Regions from separate parts of the Mus musculus genome. Here region 1 is linked to region 2. A link is a contact called in public promoter capture Hi-C data. All regions are on one chromosome and are shown on one strand. Each heading gives the region's core, a stretch centred on a gene start, on an enhancer-like site or on the middle of the called end of the contact. The rest is flanking DNA. Distances are from core to core; before and after follow the strand shown. Region 1 has its middle 17 kb from the start of Zdhhc18. Region 2 overlaps Gm34296.

Evidence for each region. Capture Hi-C pulls out chosen DNA fragments and counts their contacts.
Region 1: a contact with region 2 is called in a promoter capture Hi-C map of adipose tissue. The contact joins two enhancer-like sites. A contact is called at or near these places in 9 of 39 promoter capture datasets (the C10 cell line, cranial neural crest, embryonic stem cells and 5 more), 2 of 15 datasets of contacts at CTCF or cohesin (large pre-B cells and pro-B cells), 72 of 484 Hi-C or Micro-C datasets (the 4T1 cell line, B cells, CD8 T cells and 40 more), 40 of 115 datasets of contacts at active chromatin or transcription factors (the 230-238 cell line, the HPC-7 cell line, T-cell acute lymphoblastic leukemia and 21 more) and 3 of 9 other capture datasets (adipose tissue, liver and pancreatic islet).

The regions. Positions count from the first base shown.
Region 1 is chr4:133,647,647-133,652,798 of GRCm38.p6, forward strand. It overlaps the pseudogene Gm13213. Among named protein-coding and RNA genes, the nearest start is that of Zdhhc18, 17 kb to the left of the region's middle. Within about 2 kb of position 2,550, at least 75 of the 459 cell types and tissues checked have an H3K27ac peak or open chromatin away from gene starts, as enhancers often do. A contact at or near this core is called in B cells, CD8 T cells, the HPC-7 cell line and 8 more, where this site is marked.
Region 2 is chr4:133,803,326-133,808,644 of GRCm38.p6, forward strand. Gm34296 reads right to left here. Exons shown (of 4, transcript XM_030253992.1): 3 at 1,763-1,805. Among named protein-coding and RNA genes, the nearest start is that of Gm25270, 8.3 kb to the left of the region's middle. Within about 2 kb of position 1,281, at least 72 of the 459 cell types and tissues checked have an H3K27ac peak or open chromatin away from gene starts, as enhancers often do. A contact at or near this core is called in B cells, CD8 T cells, the HPC-7 cell line and 8 more, where this site is marked.

The DNA of each region.
Region 1 (5,152 bases), core at 1,300-3,799, 150 kb before region 2:
TCTGTAGACCAGGCTGGCCTCGAACCTAGAAATCTACCTGCCTCTGCCTCCCAAGTGTGGGGATTAAAGGCATGTGCCACCACCGCCCCCAGCTTTTTTTTTTTAAGACTTTTTATTTATTTATTTATTTATTTATTTATTTATTTATTTATTTATTGTATATGAGTACACTGTAGCTCTAATGATGGTTGTGAGCCTTCATGTGGTTGCTGGGAATTTGAATTCAGGACCTCTGCTCACTCCCGCTTAAAGATTTTTTTTAATTATTTATTTATTATATGTAAGTATACTGTAGTGTGTCTTTAGACATTCCAGAAGAGAGCATCAGATTTCGTTACAGATGGATGTGAGCCACCATGTGGTTGCTGGGATTTGAACTCAGGACCTTTGGAAGAGCAGTCAGCACTCTTAACCACTGAGCCATCTCTCCAGCCCAAAGATTTATTTATTAGTATATCTAAGTACACTGTAGCTGTCTTCAGACATACCAGAAGAGGGTGTCAGATCTGGTAATGGATAGTTGTGAGCCACCATGTGGTTACTGGGATTTGAACTTAGGACCTTTGGAAGAGCAGTCAGTGCTCTTAACCGCTGAGTCATGTCTCCAGTCCTGGTTGGTTGTTTTGAGACAGAGTTTCTCTCAATAGCTTTGTTCATCCTGGAACTCACTCTGTAGACCAGGCTCATTCAAACTCACAGAGATCCACTTGTCTTTACCTCTAGTGTGCTGGGATCAAAGGTTTGTGCCACCACCCACAGAGACTATATCTTGTGGTGGTGGTGAGGGGGGGGGCGTGGCAAGAGCAAGCTAGACATAGTAGTGTGTGCCTATATCCCCAGGACTTAGGCTAAAGCAGGATGGTGTGCTCAAGGCCAGATGGGCTGCTGGTGCCTACCATGAATAGTGCATGCGTGACAGCCTATAGGGTTGTCTTAGTTAGGGTCTTATTGCTATGAAGAGACACCATGGACAAGGCAACACTTATAAAGGGCAACATTTAACGGGGGTAGCTTACAATCTCAGAAGTTTAGTCCATTATCATCATGGTGAGAAGCATGGCAGCATCCAGGCAGACGTGGTGCTGGAGAAATAGCTGAGACTTCTCCATCTGTCAGCAGGCAGCAGGGGGACATTGTATCTCACACTGGCATACCTTGAGCATAGGAGATCTCAAAGGAAGCCCCCACAGCCCCAACAAGGCCACACCTCCTAATAGTGCCACTCCCTATGGGCCAAGCATTCAAACACATGAGTCTATGGGGCCATATCTATCAAATTACCATGAGGACCGAGAGTCACTCTAGGTGAATTAGAGAATGAACCTTGAGAGGTGTCAAGGGCCAGGACCCTTCTAGATAGCCCTAGAGGTTTTATGAACATTCTAGATGAATGGTTCTCAACCTTCCTAATGTCTTTAATACAGTTCCTCATGTTGTGGTGACCCCAACCATTACATTATTTTTTGCTACTTCACAACTATAATTTTGCTACTGTTATGAATCATAATGTAAATATCTGACATGCTGGATATCTGATATGTAGCCCTTGTAAAAGGGTCATGACCCGATCATAGGTTGAGAACTGATGCTCTATACTTAGGCTATGAACTTATTAAAAATGTTTTCATCAGAGCCAGTGAGATAGCTTGGCACATGAAAGCACTTGAGCCCAAAATTGATGCCCAAGGCCCATATGATAGCAGGACAGACCCAAGTCACCCACCATGTGCCCTTCAGTGGCACACACACACACAAATAAATAAATTTAATTACAATTTCTTTCCTGCTTGTGTAAACAGTTTTTTTAAAAAGAATTATATATTTATTCTATGTACATGAGTACACTCTAGTTGTCCTCAGACACACCAGAAGAGGGCATCAGATCCCATTACAGATGGTTGTGAGCCACCATGTGGTTGCTAGGAATTGAACTCAGGACCTCTGGAAGAGCAGTCAGTGCTCTTAACCACTGAGCCATCTCTCCAGCAGAGAGAACTCAGAAATCCACCTGCCTCTTCCTCCCAAGCGCTGGGATGAAAGGCATGCACCACCACTGCCCGGCTGACGCACACTTTTAATCCCAGCACTCGGGAGTCATAAATAAGGTGGATCTCTGAGTTTGAGGCTAGCCTGGTTTATATGCAGGCAAAAGATTCATATGTAGATAAAAGAAAATGAATACGCTCCCCCCACCCAATTAAAAGGACATGAACAAGCAAGACGCATCTATACTGTCTAGATCAGAGAGTAAACCCAAGAGTTTGGAGTTACTGAACCTGTGACATCTGGAGGGGCTGGACAGAGCCCTTCGGACACTGGAAACATCTAGTGTTCTTGCCGGCTGTCTCTGTACTTGCCGGGGACAGGGACGCAGACTAGCTAGATGCTGCTGTCTCCGTGTGGGATGCTATGGAGCTGTTTCTGTGACTGTTGCTGGGGAAACACATGTCCAAAGTTCATTCCACAGCAAGGGCAGGAAGGACCTGCAGCTACAGGAGAGGAGTATTAGGACCCTCACAGGAACAGGAAGCCAGTTGAAGGAGCCAACGCCTCCCTTCTTCCTCTGGCCTCACTATTGCCCTCTCGTGGCCTTTACTGGCACAGCCTAACACAGAGGCTGCTGGCACCAGTTACACAATTTTTCTGTGCAGTGCTCCAGTATCTATCTCCAAAAATATTTTGGAGCACAGAGCTAAACAAACAAAAAACATAGTAATTAGCAGAAGAGAGGTATTTGTAATATGTATATGGAGCTGGACAGTTGTTTTTTTTTTCCAGAGGGCAGAGGTTTAATTCCTAACACCTACAAGGTGGCTTACTACAGCTGTCTATAACTCCAGTTCCAGGGGATTGACGCCCTCTTCTGGCCATTCTGGGCACTTGCATGTATATGGTGCACATGCAGGCAAAATTCTCATATAATTAAAATGTAAAAGATTATATTTGCAATTCAAAAGTACATTTAATGGGGCTAGAGAGATGGCTCAGCAGTTAAGAGCACCGACTGCTCTTCCAGAGGTCCTGAGTTCAATTCCCAGCAACCACATGGTGGCTCACAACTACCTGTAATGGAATCTGATGTCCTCTTCTGGTGTGTACTCACATACATAAAATAAATACATAAATCCTGTTTTTAAATTACATTTAGGAGCTGGGTGTGGTGGCACATGCATTTAATCCCAGCACCCGGGAGGCAGAGGCAGGCAGATTTCTGAGTTCGAAGCCAGCCTGGTCTACAAAGTGAGTTCTAGGACAGCCAGGGCTATACAGAGAAACCCTGTCTCGGTAAAACCAAAAAATAAAAAAGAAAGAAAAATAAATAAAGAAAAAATAAAATTACATTTAATTATTTATTGTGTGTCTCCATATGTGTCCCTTCCCATCTGTGCCCATGTGGCAGTTGAAGGACAATTTACAGGGCTTGTTTTTTGTTTTGTTGTTGTTGTTTTTATTTATTATATGTAAGTACACTGTAGCTGTCTGCAGACACTCCAGAAGAGGGCATCAGATCTCCTTATGGATGGCTGTGAGCCACCATATGGTTGCTGGGATTTGAACTCAGGACCTTCGGAAAAGCAGTTGGTGCTCTTACCTGCTGAGCCATCTCTCCAGCCCCCAGGGCTTGGCTTTCTTCTTCTTTCGCCCCATGGATTCCTGGGACTGAACTCAAGGCCTTAGGCTTGGCTGTACATGGCCACTGTCAGTCCTCAAAAGCAAATTTTAGCCCCCAACCCCACCCAGCCTCCAGCTGGCTGAACCCTAAAATTAACAGTAGACCCTCATATAGGGAGCTATTGGCGAAAACTGGACATTTGCCAAGGAGGAGAGTCGTCAAGGCACAACTTACAGAAGTCCGTGTTCAGGAAGGTGGGGGGGAGGGAGCCAAAACAGACAACGGGCCAAGGACTCCTTCCAATAGGGAAATCAGGGTCCAATCAGGAGCTGTCCCCGAGTCCAGTCCTGTCCCCAGTCCCTGGGGCAGTCTTGCTTTGCCTGAGCAGTGAAGATTAACAAGCTTTTGACCAGAAGCCCCAGCTTTCCCTGCTTCCCTTTTCTGATTGGCAGTCTGACCCCACTTTACCCTTTCTTCCTCCCCACCATGGACACTGAGTACGCCCGTCCGTGAAGAGGAGAGGATTTGTTTAATGCGTCAATGCCAGCAGTAACTGCCCCTGAAGCTGATTGCGGGACTCTGTGCTTAGTACCAGGTTTACATGGGACTTGAGGTAAATGTATTCTGTAGGGAAAAACAGGTATTTGGCTCAGAGAGACACTGACATACAAAGATCCGAGACTCCATCTTCCTGAGCGCTGGGCCAAGCTTCACTTCCTCGTAGGGACTGCCAGGTTTAGCTAGGAAAAGTGCAGGATTTGAATTTCAGATAAACAACCAAGAATTTCTCAGCATAAGTCATGTCCTGTGCAATATTTGGAACATGGTTAAACGACGAAATTATTTATGATCACCCCCTTTCCTTCTCTTGCTGTAAGGGTGGCCTCCTGACTGACAGTCCTGCTCAGTGGAAGGTCCTCTGGGCTGGGCTGACCTTTCAATGCTCAGCAAGCAAGGAGCCTGGGAAGCCAGGGCAGGGCTAAGTCAGTCACAAAACAAGGAATGGCTTCCCTAGGTCCTGACAAGGACAGGCCCCTGTTCCCAAACCTGCACTCGACTACAATGTAAGGGAGACAGAAACTTCTGGGTCAGGGAGATGGCTCGGTGGGGTGAAAGATGCTTTTTGCCACTAACCTCATGACCTGCTTTTGATCTCTGGGATCTACTGGTATTAGGAGAGAGTCAATTCCTAGAAACCCTTCTCTCTCTCTCTCTCTCTCTCTCTCTCTCTCTCTCTCTCTCTCTCTCTCTCTCTGTGTGTGTGTGCATATAGGAGTCAGGCAGGGGGTGGGGGGGGGAGAAAGAGGAGAGAATGAGAGAGAGAGAGAGAGAGAGAGAGAGAGAGAGAGAGAGAGAGAGAGAGAGAGAGAGAGAGAAGGCATCCTCATATCCTCAGATGGGATAACCCTTTTCTATTCCTCCTGTGTGATTAGCATCTCTGCCTAGAAGAGACTCACAAGCTTCATGACTCCCACCTGAAATAAAAAAAGGTTGGCCCTGGCGGCCTCCACATGAAGGTGCGCAGTGCATGCGCACACA
Region 2 (5,319 bases), core at 31-2,530:
AGGAGGAGGAGGAAGAAGAAGAAGAAGAAGAAGAACAAGAAGAAGAAGAACAAGAAGAACAAGAAGAACAAGAAGAACAAGAAGAAGAAGAAGAAGAAGAAGAAGAAGAAGAAGAAGAAGAAGAAGAAGAAGAAGAAGAAGGAAGAAGAAAAAGAAGAAGAAAAAGAAGAAGAAAGGAATAAGGAATATGGGGATAGCCTGTGATGAGACTCAGTGGTAGAGTGCTTGCTTAGTGTATAGATGGCTTTCTTTCTTTTTCTTTTTCCTTTTCTTTTTCTCTTTCTTTCTTTCTTTCTTTTCTTTTTTCAAAACAGGATTTGTCCATGAAGTCCTGACTGTCCTAGAACTCACTCTGTAGACAGGGCTGACCTCAAACTCAAGGGATTGATCTGCCTCTGTCTCCTAGATGCTGGAACTAAAGGTGTGTGCCACCAACACCCAGTGTAGGACCTTTCTTTTTCTTTTTCTTTTTTTTTTTTCCAAAATGGACACTAGAGGAGGGAGGAGGGAGAGGCATAATCCTGGAGTTTAGCATGATGAAGGCCTAGTGATTGATCCCAGGCTTTGCTCATTGGTAAAGGCATTTACTGCCTAGCCTGACGACTTTAGTCCCAACAGCCCACAGGATGAAAGAGAGAACCAATTCCTAGTTGTCCCCTGACTCCCACATACACACCATGGCATGCATACACATATATACAGGTGCACACCTTTAATAACAGCACTCAGGAGTTATTAGAGGCAGGGTGATCTCTGAGTTTGAGGTCAGCCTGGATTACAGAGTGAGTTCCAGGACAGCCAGGGCTACACAGAGAAACTCTATTTCAAAAACAAAAACAAACAAACAAACAAAAAAAGAAAGAAGAGAAAAAAAAAGCAAAAAAACCTGAAAACAAAAAGAAAAGAAAAATAGAAAAATAAATAACAATTTAAGAAAAAGAGAAGGAACTAGAGTAGCCTCGTTGGGTGTGGTGGTGCATGCCTTTGACCACCATGCTCTAGAGGCAGAGGCAGGTGGTGGTTATATATGAGTTCAAATCCTACACAGTGAGTTCCAGGACAGCCAGGGCTATACAGAGAAACCCTGTCTCGAAAAAAAAAAAAAAAAATGGAGGTGGTATCTGATTAAATTCATCCCTCTGTGAAAGAAGACAAACAGTACCACACAAAAAAGCCACCAAGAGTAAGCAGGAAAGGGCTGGCAGTGGTGCAGTGGGGAGCCTATGAGAGGAAAGGGGCGTGCCAACTGCAGGGCTCAGAATCATCGAACCCATCCCTGCCTCGTCCTCATGAGGGAACTGAAAGAAACAAGAAACGTTTAGTTACAGCACTCTGGAGTTCTCTAGAAGGAACCAGCTAAAAGGAACTAAAAAAACAAAAAAACAAAAAAACTGAAAAGAGAAGTTTCAGGGCAGCTCAACTTTTGCCATCCAAATGCAAACGTTGATGGAATCAGTTGCTGTTGTGACCAATGTCTGGAGAGCTGGGGTTTGCCCCGACTCCTCCAATAGCTGCTGGTTTTTCGAGACAGGGTTTCTCTGTATAGCCCTGGCTGTCCTGAAACTCACTCTGTAGACCAGGCTGGCCTCGAACTCAGAGATCCGCCTGCCTCTGCCTCCCGAGTGCTGGGATTAAAGGTGTGCGCCACCACGCCCGGCTCTGCTGGGTGATCTTGAACACGTGAACAGTTTTCAAAAATCTCCAGTTTTGCACCTGCAAGGGAAGTGGAAGGAGAAGTATCAGGGAGTTCAGGGGCACTCACAGTTCCTCAGTGACTTCCAGACCAGGCTGGGCTGTAAGACTATCTGAAAAGGAAAAAAAAAAAAAATTCAAATCCTAAGTTGTTTCCATTTTGTTCTGTTTGGTTTTGCTTTCTGTCTTTACAAACATAGTTACAAATATTTGCACATTTTTTTTTTCTGAACTGTTTGACTAGAGGAACATCATATGCTTTTACTTCTCTCTCTACCAAGAACATTATTCCTTCACGTAACCACAGCATTGTACAACAATCTAACAGCGTTTGCTATACAGCTATTCAACCTCGTGGCTCCTCTTAGATTCCGTCAGTCGTCCTAACAACATCATTAAGCCACCATTTTTCCTGCTCCAGAACCAAATCCACGCGATCACCATCACCTTTAGTTTTTGCGATCCATTTGTCTCCTTAAGTCTTGCCCAGTTCCCCAGACTTTTCTTTTCGGTTTTCTGACCTTCATGACGTGTTTGAACAGTACCGGTCAGTTAGTTTATAAAATGGCTCTCAGTGGGGTTTATTTGACATTTCCTCGTGACTAGATAAAGCATGTGCGTTTCTGGTAGAATTACCACTGCAGCAATGCCATGACCTCATGGCCTCTTTTATTTTTAATTACATGAATGTAGATCGGTGCAGATCCTGGTACTGAAGGATGTCAGTCTTCGGATGCCTGTTGTTGTTGTTGTTGTTGTTGTTGTTGTTGTTGTTGTTTTGAGACAGGGTTTCTCTGTGTAGCCTTGGTTGCCCTGGAACTCACTATACATAGACCAGGCTGGCCTCCAACTCACTGTCTCTGCCTGCCTAAGTGCTGAGATCAAAGGCATGCAACACAACACCAAGTTATCAGCAAGTGCTCTCAACTCTGAGAAATCTCTCCAGCCCCCTTATGACTTCTTCTTCTTCTTCTTCTTTTTTTTTTTTTTAGATTTATTTATTTATTATATGTAAGTACTCTGTGGCTGACTTCAGACACTCCAGAAGAGGGCATCAGATTTTGTTACGGATGGTTGTGAGCCACCATGTGGTTGCTGGGATTTGAACTTGGGACCTTTGGAAGAGCAGTCAGTGCTCTTAACCACTGAGCCATCTCGCCAGCCCTCATGACTTCTTATAGTGGCATATTTAGTCAGTTTGTCCCAACAAGAGGGACATTAGGTTTGATGACTTGACCAGGGAGGTACTACTGAGTTTCTCCCACTATTTTCCTTATGTAATTATTTAGTAACCTATGGAAAAACATACTGCCTTGCAAATGTGCAAAATCAACCCCTGTCATCCACTGCTTTGAGCATCCCAGACTGATTTCGTCCTTTTACGGAACCTTCCTAAGGCTTAGGCCCTTTAATATGGATCCCTGTGTCAAGGTGACCCCTACCCATAAAATTATTTTTGTTGCTACCTCATAACTGTAATTTTGCTATTGTTATGAATCATAATGTAAATCTCTGCTTTCCAATGGTCTTAATTGACCCTGTGAAAAAGGGTCATGGACCCCCACAGATTTATTACTCACTGTCAGGAAGACTCTCTCTTATACATTTATAAAAATATATATTTATAATTATGGTTCACTACAATTTTATTTTAGATTTATAAATCATTACTATTATTTTGAATAAAGCATAACTTCTGAAACTCTCCTGTATCATATTAAAAAGTTACCAAAAGATTAACAAATTTGGCTAGGCATGATGATGCACGCCTTTGATCCCAGCACTAGAGAGACAGAAGCCAGCCGATCTCTGGGACTTCAAGGCCAGCCAGTCTACTCTATGTAGTGAGATCCAGGATGGCGAGGGCTGTTGCCCAGAGAAACCCTGCCTCAAAAAACAAATAGAGAAAAAATTACAAATTTCTGGGCCAGTGAGGTGTCTCAGCAGGAAAAGGGGCTTGTTGCCAGGCTAGCAACCCAAGTTCTATACCCAGGACTCACACAGTAGAAGGGAACCCTTGCAAACTGAACCCACTGAGCAGCTGAAGGCGGCCTTGGCTGCTGACCCTCCTCTCCCATCTACCTCACAAGAGCTAGGATTGAAGGCATGTGCTACACACATAGCACAGGCCTTTATTGACCTATTAAAATGGGGGGGGCGGGGTGGGGAGGCTGGAAATATGCCTCAGTTGTTAAGAGCACCGGCTGCTCCTCCAGGACCCAGGTTCAGTTCACCACTGTCTGTAACTCTATCCAAAGAATCCAATACTGTCTTCTAAGCTCCTTAGGCACAAGGTGTAAACACACACACACATATAGGCAAAACACTCATACATATAAAATAAGTAAATCTCCTTGGACACACATGTGGTCCACAGATACACATGCAGGCAAAATATTTACATGCAAAAAAATAAATCCTAAAAAATAAATCACAGCCAGGATCTAGTAGTATGTCTGCAACAACTGTAAAGTGATATGAAATTATCTGAGATTTTTACACACACACACACACACACACACACACACACACACACACACACACTCGCACATACATGTGGAGGGGTCAGAGGACAGCTTGAAGAAATCAGTTCTTTCCTTCTGCCACTTGGACAACCAGGTGTGGCTGTAAGTGTCTCTACCTGCAGAGCCATCTCACCACCCTACCTAATCTGTGGGCTCTTTGGATGAGAAAATTTTAAGTCCTGCATGGCTAATAGTGTTGTGATTTTTTACTATCTCTCCTGGACACCAAGAACGCCCTTGTCTCTCTAAGACTCCACTCTATTATTCACATTATCATTTCAGTTCTTAGTGTTAAAAAAAATTTCTCAGCAATGGAGAAAGGCTAACTATAACTCAAAAAGACATAGTTGTGAGCAAAAGGAGAAATGGTTTTAAGATGCTCAAGTCAAGAAAGACTAATCAATCAAGCCGGGCGTGGTGGCGCACGCCTTTAATCCCAGCACTTGGGAGGTAGAGGCAGGCAGATTTCTGAGTTCGAGGCCAGCCTGGTCTACAAAGTGAATTCCAGGACAGCCAGGGCTATACAGAGAAGCCCTGTCTTGGGGGGGGGGGGCAAACAAAAAACAAAAACAAAAAAAAACACTCTAAAATAAAATTGAGATGTAAAATAAAAGGAAGGTTTTTTTCACCCTCACATGGACATACATGCAAGCCAAACTCCAACACACATAATAAAAATAAATCATTTAAAAAAAAAAAAAGAACAATGGCCTGGTCTACAGAGTGAATTCCAGGACAGCCAGATCTATACAGAGAAACCCTGTCTCGAAAAACAAAACAAAACAAACAAACAAACAAACAAACAAAAATGGAGTAATAAGCCAATGAGCTGGCCCATGGGGTCAGGGTGCTTGCTGACAAGCCCGAGTTCAATTCCCAGGACCCTAAATGCAGAGAAGAGCTTCTTGTAAGCTGTCATCTGCCCTTACAAGTATTTTGTGGGTTTTTTTCTGTGTGTGTGTGTGTGTGTGATAATAAAATAAAGGGAAAACTTTAATGATAAAATAAAGAACAGAGTCAGAGACAATGGCCAGAATGTCTGTTAGAAAGCTTAGTAGTAGAAAGCCTTCCCTTCTCTCTGCATGTAGTAAGCTAGGCCTTT